Regions from separate parts of the Zea mays genome. Here all the other regions are linked to region 3. A link is a contact called in public Hi-C data. All regions are on one chromosome and are shown on one strand. The core of a region is the stretch at or near the end of the contact, and the rest is flanking DNA. Distances in the headings are between cores, read along the strand shown. Region 1 has its middle 4.5 kb from the start of LOC103638311. Region 2 holds the start of LOC103638337 (acyl-[acyl-carrier-protein] desaturase 6, chloroplastic-like). Region 3 holds the start of LOC103638319 (leucine-rich repeat receptor-like protein kinase PEPR1).

What was found. Hi-C and Micro-C count contacts between places; a contact is called where the count stands out from the background.
Region 1: a contact with region 3 is called in a Hi-C map of leaf mesophyll, with 4 times the contacts expected there. The contact joins the enhancer-like site here to the promoter of LOC103638319 in region 3. A contact is called at or near these places in 3 of 25 Hi-C or Micro-C datasets (endosperm, leaf mesophyll and tassel).
Region 2: a contact with region 3 is called in a Hi-C map of ear, with 4 times the contacts expected there. The contact joins the promoter of LOC103638337 here to the promoter of LOC103638319 in region 3. A contact is called at or near these places in 2 of 25 Hi-C or Micro-C datasets (ear and tassel).

The regions. Positions count from the first base shown.
Region 1 is chr1:121,925,911-121,929,893 of Zm-B73-REFERENCE-NAM-5.0, reverse strand. No RefSeq gene overlaps it. Among protein-coding and RNA genes, the nearest start is that of LOC103638311, 4.5 kb to the left of the region's middle. Within about 2 kb of position 1,538, at least 16 of the 20 cell types and tissues checked have an H3K27ac peak or open chromatin away from gene starts, as enhancers often do. A contact at or near this core is called in leaf mesophyll and tassel, where this site is marked.
Region 2 is chr1:122,703,255-122,707,110 of Zm-B73-REFERENCE-NAM-5.0, reverse strand. LOC103638337 (acyl-[acyl-carrier-protein] desaturase 6, chloroplastic-like) reads left to right here and starts at 1,536. Exons shown (of 2, transcript NM_001346942.1): 1 at 1,536-1,782; 2 at 1,947-3,403. The coding sequence starts at 1,637. The coding sequence ends at 3,105.
Region 3 is chr1:122,207,841-122,211,758 of Zm-B73-REFERENCE-NAM-5.0, reverse strand. It overlaps LOC103638319 (leucine-rich repeat receptor-like protein kinase PEPR1), which reads left to right and starts at 1,357. Exons shown (of 2, transcript XM_008661268.2): 1 at 1,357-3,918. The coding sequence starts at 1,474.

The DNA of each region.
Region 1 (3,983 bases), core at 289-2,788, 280 kb after region 3:
CGACTCTCCCTCTCCCCCACCTCATCCACCATGGTCATCAGCATGGCTTTGATGGTGCCGCCTCCTCGCCTCTCCTTGTCCCCAGCGCCCTTTCTCCTCTCCCATTTTCTAAAAATAGAGGTCTGCACCGCCGTGGATCCATTCTTGGCCACCCCGAGCTCTCCCACGCTTCTCCTCTCTCCTTGTCGTCGTCCACCGCCGCCGCCGACCGACCGACCTCTACTCGACGCCCCGGATGACCCGCCGTAGAAATGCCATTCGCCGACCACCGCCGTCTGTCTCTTCTGCTCGACCGACCACTGCCGACCTCTCCTACTCGCTTCGACCACCCGCCGACCCCTCCCCAGCTCGCCGACCTCCCTACACAAGGAAACAAAGAACAGAGGTTGAAGATGACTCAAAATTTGTGTTCTACCTAGAGACTACTTTTTAATTTCGTTTAGATCCCCTGCAATAGATTCTCTATTTCAAAAATATGTATTTGAGCTCAAATGAAATGATGTTTGTATTACTAGCTTTGTAATTGTGATAAGCAAATTTTAATTTCTATTTCTATTACTTCTATATTTCCTGTTATGCAATTTGAATTATGTTTTTCATAATTAGGTTGAGCGTATTTCTCCAAATAAAAGGTAGATCACATTTTGATTAGCTAGAAATAAAATCTAATTACCTTTGCTCTTAAGGTGTGATTTAGATTTAATATCAAGACTCATATGTTCATGTGCAAAAATACATATTGTTTATTCAATAAGAAATAATAGAGTTTCTACTAGTTTTGAAATACTATAAGATGTGATCATGTCTACTCTAGTATAAGTATTAGTTTAATTTAGTTATCTTAATGTTAAGGTTATGTGACTTCTAAATAACATTGTAACGACTAGTATAATATCTTTTTAGAAAGAAAGAATAAAAATAAAATGTAACCTGTGTTGCACCGATTTGTGGGGTCGCTGCACCAGTCCTTCAACCCACGCGCGCTCGTCTGGACACTGATAGGTGGGACCAAAACTCTAGATCCTTCTTCCAAACTGAATTCTGTTATTCAGTTATGAATCGTCCACATGGGATGCGATCCCTCTGCCCCTCCGATCCGATCTTCCGTGTCGCTATAAAAAACACCTGGACTCCTCGTGCTGAGATAAGGGACGTCGCTGTCGCGGCCATCTCGGGACTCGGGCTTACCCTGCTGCGCCGCCAGTGGAGAGGTACTGGGCATTTTGGCTGCCATGTGCAGAACATGCGGCCAGCCCAGTGGAGGAACGAGAAGCCTCGGAGCACCCGGAGTTTGTCACTGAAGTTGGGTTTTGCAGGCAAGCTGCCTCGTGCCGTGGATGTCTCTGCTCCGACGCTCCCCTCGGTAAGGACACCGTCTGTTGATTCTTCACATCTTGGGGAACATTTTGCACTTCGCTACACGCAAATCCACGCACCGGAGCACCGGATTGGGCTAATCCGGCGACGTCTCTGTCGTGGGGGTGGGTGGCATCGCCGTCTCACGTCATCATGGCGGAAGAAGCATCGTGACCGTTGGATGTTGAGCGAGGGCTGAGATTAGAGGAAGAATACGGCCAAATTCGTCCTGAGCCGTCGATGGTGTGATAAGAGATCACAATTGAGATCATGGCCAGGGGCGCCGTTGGCCATTGATCTGGTTCTGGACTGCCATGATTAGATGGTTTGCATACCCTTTGGGTATTGAATCTGTGTCGTAGAAATTGATCGGATGGTTCATAATAAAACCGCGCTTCGTTAAAAATAGACCACAGATACAAGTTCGTAGAGGCTAAACAAGTCCATTACAAGTCCTGTCCAGTGCATACACTACCTAACAAATCTATACAGTCCAAGTCAACGTCTCCTAATCTTACCCTTGTCTAAAGTATCGGTGCCTAGAGTGTAACGTTGTGGAGAGCAGTGTCGCCTACGATGTTTTGATTGTGTCAAAAGAGCCCTCTAAAGCTGTGAAGGTCCGATCTCGTCCTGATCGTAGTCCAAGCCAACGCCCAGTCCTGTGGACGGCGTTGCTGTGTGGCTATACGACGGTACATGAACATTATGTGCAACATTGGTCCTACAGCTACGGCAAGCAGTAGCTCCACGTAGGCGCCTAGATAAACGCTGCACGCCGAAGACATATTAATTTACGACATATCAAAGCTATAATCATAACAAGCTAAATGTTATAAACACTGCAGTAGGCTTACCTCCAAGAAGCTACGCATGCTGTTGTCGCCCACAGTCAAAAGCTGGTGATCAATGTCCTGTACCGAGCGTCTCAATGTGTTACCCTGTACAACACAATTTGCATCAAACATACACTTGATACATGTCAAGTATTAAAAGTGAGTGAAACCATTTTAAAATTTACCACTCGATCCAAGATGGGTGCCGCCTCCACTTGGCTTCCTAGTCTAGTGGTCTGGTCGTACTCCGTGTCTTCATCGTCGGAAGAATCAATGTCGGCGTAGTGATCCGCTGTCCACTACTGACGAAGCTTACAACGAGTCGCACCCTGGTACCAAGCTTGGTACCGCATGTAGTCATTGTTGTTGTGCAACTCATCGTTTTCATGCACATTCTCCACAGCCAAATCCCACTCTTCAATAAATGCCAGATGATGTTGACGAAAGTCTGTTATCTTTTTTTTGCTTCCGCCAGTCAAATCTACACACAAACCATATCATTTAAAAAATACAAAAAATTTTACAAATGATTGATGTAACGAAGTCAACTGGAATAATTTGCATATTGCAAACTTACTTGTGCAGCTCCCTAGAACTTGGAATATCTTCAACCGGCCATATCTGATTCCTACCAAACTGCCTCTCAACCTTGTGCGGTAGGTGCCACTCAACATACCAGAAACAGATCATAGGACATTGCATCCTATAGATTTCCTCATCGATATTGCATACTGAGCTAAAGATCATCCCATCCAACTCAGGTGTGTTGTATGGTTGCCATGTGACCTGAGATAAATGAAGAAATCAATGTTAAGTTTAATGAAACAAATTTCATAATGATAAGATATAAATATTGAGTACTTATGCTAGAGGCCGAGAGCATTTCAAGCTCGTTCACATACTCCATATATGCCCTCTTAGCTCTGGCAAAGGGAGATGCCACTTGGTCCCAAACATAAGCATATTTCAGTCGAAGACGGTCATTTCCAGCAACGTTCCATGGTTTAGGCTGAAAAACACGTGGCCGACCAACTGGTATGCGAAACCACATCCATATCTATAGGACATAGACACAACCGCCTACAGACGAAGAGGAGGAGGTACGACGATAAGCCTCACAAAGGTGTCGGTACAAAAAAGAAAGCATGGCGGAGGCCCAACTATAGTGTCCAGCTGTATCCCAGTCGGTTAGACATGGGATGTACATCCATGATGCGCAGTCCCCTGTTGCGTCTAGGAAGATAACACAACCAAACATGTGCAGGATCCAAGCCCAACAGTAGACCTGGATTGTATCTGCATCAGCATTAACAGGGCACACACCAAACGTCTGACGAAGCCATGTGATGCGTATTCCAGCAGTCCTGTCAACACCCACAGCAGGAAGCTCTCTACCAAGAAAGGCCTCAACTCTAGCCCTCCAACCTTAAGAGTCACATTGGCCTGTCACTGCTCTGCCTGTAACATCGAGTCCAAGTATCTTTTGTGTATCCTCTAATGTGACTGTCATCTCACCAAAAGAAAGATGAAAGCTATGTGTCTTGGGCCACCACCTACATAATTAAAAAACAATTTAGTGTAAACGAGCTCAATGATTCAAGAATAATTTGACAAAATTCTAAAACAATACCTGTCCACAAGTGCATTAATGGCCACCGAGTCAATAATAGGCAACCCTCGGCGTAACTTGTATGATATTACATCTAGACCTGCTCGTCTGAGGTAAGGAGTGTACCTCTCGTCGAACAACATGTCTAGGAACCCATTGTGTGTCCTAGAATGAAGGGTTGCTAG
Region 2 (3,856 bases), core at 287-2,786, 500 kb before region 3:
TTGTAACCACCTCAACGGGGAGTAGGTTTGCAAGAACCGAACCTCGGTAAAACAAATCCGCGTGTCACACTCTTTATTCGCTTGCGATTTGTTTTACGCCCTCTCTCTCGGACTCGTTTCTATTTCTAACGCTAACCCGGCTTGTAGTTGTGATTAATCTTGTAAATTTCAGTTTCGCCCTATTCACCCCCCTCTAGGCGACTTTCAGGTAGCATGTATAACATGTCCTATCTTATATTTAGAGAAAATTACATCCTCTATATTCTCAAATGGTGTCATTCTAAGCAACCTCTAAATATAGAGAACACTCCTGCACTCTCTCTCTCTCTCTCTATATATATATATATATATATATATATATATATATATATATATATATATATATATATATATATATATATATATATATATATATATATATATATATATATATATATATATATATATATATATATATATTCTCATCTTCTCCCTATTTTAATAATTTAAATAGTGGATTAAGAGAATTAAAATATGTATAATATATTTGAGGGTATGACAACTATATGTGTACAAAAACTAGAGAAAAATATGTCTCTAATATATGTATTTAACAAATAAAGGCTAAGATATGGAAAACATACGCTGCTGAAAAGGAATGAAATATAGAGGAGAAAAACTTTTAGGGCTAGTTTGGAAGCAAGGGAAGCCAAATCCATAAAGAGAAAACATCTCATAAATAACTAATAGGATTGCTTACCCTAGAAAGAGGTAGGAATACCAAGAGGATATTAGTTTCCAAAGTAGCCTTTAGAGGAGACTATAATGAAAAAAATATAAATAAGGGATATAGAAAATATTGTTAGAGGTATAGTGTGACACTATGTCGCTTCTTTTCTCACTTTGTACTCCCTTCGTCCGTGAAAAATGCAATTATAGGATGTATGCAGATTAAATTGTCCCAAGTTTAATTAAATTTATTGTAAATAATATTAATATTTATGTCTTCGAATAAATATATTATAAAAATATATTCTACAACTAAGCTAATGATACTTATCTTGTATCAAGACTGTTAATATTTTTATATAAATTCGTTTAAAGTTAGAACTATTTAACTACTCGAAAACGAGAATTATACTTTTTGATGGACGGAAAGAGTTTATATATAAGACATATTCGCGAAGTTGAGTTTCCATTTGCACGTGATGAAGTAGAAAGCAGCAAAATATATAAATATGCTGCCAGATTCGAAAACAGTCATCCATTCTTCCGTCGTCTTTTTTTACTGCGTGGTGACTGGGAACAATGCCTGCATTCATTGGCCTTGATGAGAACCATGTGAGAAAGGGTCGGAATCAGATAGGAGAGGACGAGAGCGACGAGGTAGGCTGGTAGGGTGGATGAGTAGCATACATGTGCCAGTACCTCTCTGAGACTGAATTAACTCTTGCCATTTACTCCTACCAAACAACTGCGCTGAGCAAATAACTGCGCCAATCTAGCTGCTCGAGCTATAAAGAACGCCCCCCGAGGACCTAGTGTGCTGCAGCCAGCAGATGCAACAAACAACCCAAGTCTGGTTTTTTTTTTACCCCTGGTGCAGGGCTCTCTGGGCTCGAGTGTAGTCATCTCCTCTGCACGCTGTTTCAACACAATGATCATGGCATCAGCCTTTTACAAGTTTGGGTACCAGTCGTGTAAACTGAGTGGTCCTGGTGCATGCAAACAACCTACAGCCACCGCCGCTGCTAGCGGCGGCAACGGTGTCCATGCCCTAGCGACAATCACGCGCAGGAACTGGTACGTGTATAACAAAATAAGTGCAGCATAGCAAAGCAACCACCGCAAATTAAACTGCGTTTTTTTTCTAATAATTCAGACGTACGTGTCTTGCGTTGAGTGATTGTTGACGTATGCAACGCAACTACATATATGCCATGCATGCTGAGTCGTCCAATGAGCAGGAGGTGCCGGAATATGGCTACCACAGCAAGTGGAACGACGACTATGGCCGTGGCCGGACGTCGGCGAGAGAAGAAGGACGACGTGGTCGAGGGGGAGGACGAATGGCGCAGCTACCTGGCTCCGGAGAGGCTGGAAATGCTGAGACAGATGGAGCCGTGGGTGGAAGAGCACGTGCTACCGTTGCTCAAGCCGGTGGAGGCGTCGTGGCAGCCGTCCGACCTGCTACCGGACCCGGCGAATCTGGGCAGCGACGGCTTCCACGCCGCGTGCCTCGAGCTCCGAGCGGCCGCGGCGGGGGTGCCGGACGACCTCCTCGTCTGCCTCGTCGCCAACATGATCACGGAGGAGGCGCTGCCCTCGTACCCGAGCGGGCTGAACCGCCTCGAGGTCGTGCGGGACGCCACGGGAGCCGACGCCACGGCGTGGGCGCGCTGGATCCGCGGCTGGTCCGCCGAGGAGAACCGCCACGGCGACGTGCTCAACCGCTACATGCACCTCTCGGGCCGCTTCCACATGCGCGAGGTGGAGCGCACCGTGCAGCGCCTCATCCGCGACGGGGTGATAGTGCACGCGCCGGCGAGCCCGTTCCACGGCTTCGTCTACGTCGCCTTCCAGGAGCGCGCCACCGCCATCGCGCACGGCAACACGGCGCGCCTCGTGGGCGCGCGCGGGGCCGGGGACGCCGCTCTCGCGCGCATCTGCGGCACCGTCGCCGCCGACGAGAAGCGGCACGAGGCGGCGTACACCCGCGTCGTGGGCAAGTTCTTCGAGGCCGACCCGGACGCCGCCGTGCGCGCCATGGCGTACATGATGCGGCGCCGGATCGACATGCCCACTGTGCTCATCAACGACGGCCGCCACAGCAGCGGCGACTTCTACGCTCGCTTCGTCGCCATCGCGCAGCAGGCCGGCACGTACACGGTTTCCGACTACCGCGCCATTCTCGAGCACTTCATACGGCAGTGGGGCGTCGAGGAACTTGCGGCGGGGCTCACCGGCGAGGGGAGGCGCGCGCGGGACTACCTGTGCGCGCTGCCGCACAAGATAAAGAGGATGGAAGAGAAGGCCCACGATAGAGCGGTCAAAGCACAAAAGAAACCCACACCCATCCCCATCAACTGGATCTTCGATAGGACCATTCCTGTCATTCTACCTTAGTGTTTATCTTTTTCGATCTTTGTTTGGGTATCTATGCTGTTATTGTAAGCTAATTCCATGGACCTTGATAGCGTCGTTCATGCCTACGTGTCGATAGCATCATTAGTGTCGTTCTACCCTTAATCCTGTTATGCCACGTTAGGTACCATTTTTTTCCATAAGAGAATATTTACAAATTTATAATTTGTTGGATCGAGGTGATACAGGGAACTTAAAATGCTCTCAGCCTCTGCATTACGGTCTTACGAGCTTTTTACATGGTTGAGACACACTAATAATATTTAATTTATAGACAAAATTCTTTATTATTAGTTACCTGTTAAGATTCCTGTAGAAAAACGGTACATGACAACACAATTAAAGATATTAGATCTTCGTCTTTCAAATATGTTGGGAGCCTTCGGCTTCCGAAGGTCTCAAAAACGTGATTTAACAATGTTTCTGAAGTATAATACAAGATCAGGTACTTTCGGACATGGACCTTTCGGACTTGAGTCAAAATCACTGTATGAAGAAACACAAGGGGAACGAAGGATGTAACAGAGCCGAAGCTGTGCGCAAGGGAGCTTCGGCATGATGACAGGAAAAAGAAACCGATTTAAAGAGGAAAAAGCTATCTAGACCTCGATGAATTATTATAGAGTTATTATCAAATGCAAAGGGTCTGGATGTAATTTTACATGTGCTGCGACCCGTGCCTATAAATAGATGAACAGTACTCCCGTACTGTTCACGCTGACTGGGCATTTGC
Region 3 (3,918 bases), core at 108-2,607:
ATGTGAGCTCACTCTTGCTGTCTCACACACCCCCACATGTCAAGAACAAGTACCGTAGGATGAGGCGCATGGAGGATGCTGCGATGTGTTCATGAGAGGTCTAGGCCATCGTCTCCCAGTCAACTTTGGATTGCTGGGCCGTTGTCTCCTTATAATGTAATTATTTATTTATTTTGTACATAACTCCTATTATATAGTAAAGTTGTGACATTCGATCATGTGCCATGATTCATCATATGTGTGAGACTTGGTCCCAGCACACCTGGTGATTATGTTCACGGCCGGGTCTTGGTGCCCCGAAACCCGGGTGTGACATCTCCCTACGCCGCCTTCTTGCTTCATCGAGACGAAGCTTGCTTCGTCGTACTTCCATTGATCTATGTCGAAGCTTTTCTGGTAATGAAGCTCCTGTAATACTTAATAATATGCTGAAAATAAAGGGTTATTCGTGTTTTTTGAGGACCTTCGAAAGACGAAGGTCCCTAACAGCCATGACTCAATATTGAAGATGAGAGGATGAACTATAATGAACAGTTCTTGGTATTAGTGTTAAGTTGTAATTTTTAATTATAATCATCCAAACAACCGAATTTGGTGCTAGCCAATATCAATTCTAATTCTAATTTGTAATCTAGAGGATGAGTAGTGATATGAATACTCAATATGGTGACACCATACATGAGTGTGGTTGGGCCATCACCAAGGTCAGCCAAGGCATGGATTGCCAAACCGCCGCATAAGCTACCAAGGGTTGTTAGCAAATAATGCAAATACGGATGAAACATTAGACATAAAACTTTAGGGCTTCTTTGTTTTGGTGTCAATTCATGTGAATTGGATGAGATTGGTTCGGATTAAATGCATAGCAAGTCAAAATCTATCATAATCCTATCCAATACACTCCAATCCATATGAAAATATCAATAACCGAAAGACCTTATATGAAAAACTTTTGCGAGAAAAATCATAGATGTCAAGCGGCAATCTTCACGATACGGAAAGAGTTGTATACTTGTATGTCCTCTCTATGTCTTACAATACATACATACATAAATAAATAAATAAATAAATAAATACATATCTTATCGTCCCCTCTAAGCCGTCCGTCACCCACCACGACGTCTTGGACCGTTGACCGTCATCTTCCATCCGCACCACCACACCGGATTCGCCGGCCACTCATCAAATCACGCGCACTGCGCCGCCACCTGTCTCGGTGGGTACCACCGCACACCAACAGCTTCCTTTTCGGCAGCACCGATCCGGCGGGGCCCATTTCCAAATCCCACTTCAATTCCCTGATGCTGCCGCCACTATCCCACTGACCACACAACCGCAGCCGTCAAATGCCCAGTCATCTGTCTCTGACTCTGTTCCCGTTCCCCCCTTCAAAGCGCCGCGCACGGGGCACACCAAGAAACAAGCAGCAGCAGCCTACTCAATGCTCAAGGCAGCATACTGCAGCTCCCTCCAATGTCTTGGGCCGCCGCATTCTTGATCCTTGTCACCATCGCCTTCTCCGTTACGCCGGCGCCGTCCGAAGGCGCTAGTGAAGCGGCCGTCCTGCGCGCCTTCATCGCGTCCCTGCCGCCAGCTTCCCGGCGCGTCCTCCGCCTGTCGTGGAGGGCGACGAACGCCACCACCAGTGGCGGCAGGTCGAGCCACTGCGCGTTCCTGGGCGTCCAGTGCACCGCCACGGGCGCGGTTGCGGCAGTTAACCTCTCCGGAGCGGGGTTGTCCGGCTCGCTCACGGCGTCCGCGCCTCGGCTCTGCGCTCTACCGGCGCTCGCCGTGCTCGACCTCAGCCGGAACCGCTTCACGGGCCCCGTCCCCGCCGCCCTCACGGCGTGCTCCGTGGTTTCTGCGCTACTACTCAGCGGAAATCTCCTCACCGGTGCTGTTCCCCCGGAGCTCCTCTCCTCGCGCCAGCTCCGGAAGGTCGACCTCAGCTACAACACGCTCGCCGGTGAGATCTCCGGCTCGGGCTCGCCGGTCATCGAGTACCTCGACCTCAGCGTCAACATGCTCTCCGGGACAATTCCGCCGGATCTCGCCGCGCTCCCGTCGCTCAGCTACTTGGACCTGAGCAGCAACAATATGTCTGGACCATTGCCGGAGTTTCCTGCACGGTGCAGGATCGTCTACCTCAGCCTCTTCTACAACCAGCTCTCCGGCGCGATTCCCCGGAGCCTCGCCAACTGCGGCAACCTCACCACCTTGTACCTGTCCTACAATGGCATCGGCGGAAAGGTGCCAGATTTTTTCTCATCCATGCCGAACCTGCAGATTCTTTACCTTGACGACAACAAGTTCGTCGGGGAGCTGCCAGAGAGCATCGGTAAGGCTCTGAGTCTACAACAACTGGTGGTGTCCAGTAACGGGTTTACTGGCACTGTGCCAGATGCAATTGGGAAGTGTCAGTCACTGAAAATGCTCTACTTGGATCGCAACAATTTCAATGGCTCAATTCCGGTGTTCGTCAGCAATATTAGCAGCCTAAAGAAGTTCTCTATGGCTCACAATAACATTTCTGGAAGAATTCCACCTGAAATTGGGAAGTGCCAGGAGTTGGTTGAGCTACAGCTCCAGAACAACAGCCTGTCCGGCACAATACCACCGGAGATTTGCATGCTTAGCCAGCTGCAGATATTTTTCCTCTACAATAATAGCCTTAGCGGCGAGCTACCCGCAGAGATCACTCAAATGAGGAACCTAAGCGAGATCTCCCTGTTCGGCAATAACTTAACTGGAGTGTTGCCGCAGGCCCTGGGGTTGAACACAACACCTGGACTTTTTCAGGTCGACCTCACTGGCAACCACTTCCACGGGGAAATTCCACCTGGTCTTTGTACTGGAGGTCAACTCAGCGTTCTTGATCTTGGATACAACAAGTTCAATGGAAGCTTACCTATTGGAATTGTTCAATGTGAGTCTCTCCGGAGGTTAATTCTGAAGAACAATGTCATCAGTGGGACCATACCTGCGAATTTCAGCACAAACATAGGACTGGCTTACATGGACATCAGTGGCAATCTGCTCCATGGTGTGATACCTGCTGTCCTTGGTTCATGGCGCAATCTAACAATGCTTGATGTCTCCAATAACCTCTTCTCTGGACCAATACCACGTGAGCTCGGTGCTTTAACAAAGCTCGAGACTCTGCGCATGTCGTCAAACAGGCTTAAAGGTCGTATACCACATGAGTTAGGAAACTGTACACATCTTCTCCATTTGGATCTTGGGAAGAATCTCCTCAACGGAAGTATACCTGCAGAAATCACGTCATTTGGTCGCCTGCAAAGCCTTCTACTCAGCGCAAACAACCTCACGGGAACAATACCGGACACATTCACTGCAGCACAGGATTTAATTGAGCTGCAGCTTGGTGACAATCGTTTGGAAGGAGCAGTTCCTCGCAGCCTAGGGAACCTTCAGTACCTGTCCAAAGCTCTCAACATTAGCCACAACAGATTGAGCGGCCAAATCCCAAGTAGCCTTGGCAACCTAGAAGATCTGGAGCTGCTTGACTTGTCAGTGAATTCTTTGTCCGGCCCAATCCCACCACAGCTGAGCAACATGGTCTCACTTTTGGTTGTGAACATTTCGTTCAACGAACTATCTGGTCAGCTCCCTGGAAGCTGGGCTAAGCTTGCAGCAAAGTCGCCTGACGGTTTCGTGGGCAATCCTCAGCTATGCATAGAGTCGGCTTGTGCTGATCACTCCAACAGTCAACCTGCTGGGAAACTACGCTACAGCAAGACAAGAGTTGTTGTGGCATTGCTAGTGTCTACTCTTGCTGCCATGGTTGCTGGTGCGTGTGCTGCTTACTACATTGTGAAGAGGTCACATCACTTGTCAGCAAGTCGTGCCTCTGTCCGTAGCCTGGACACAACAGAGGAATTGCCTGAAGACCTGACC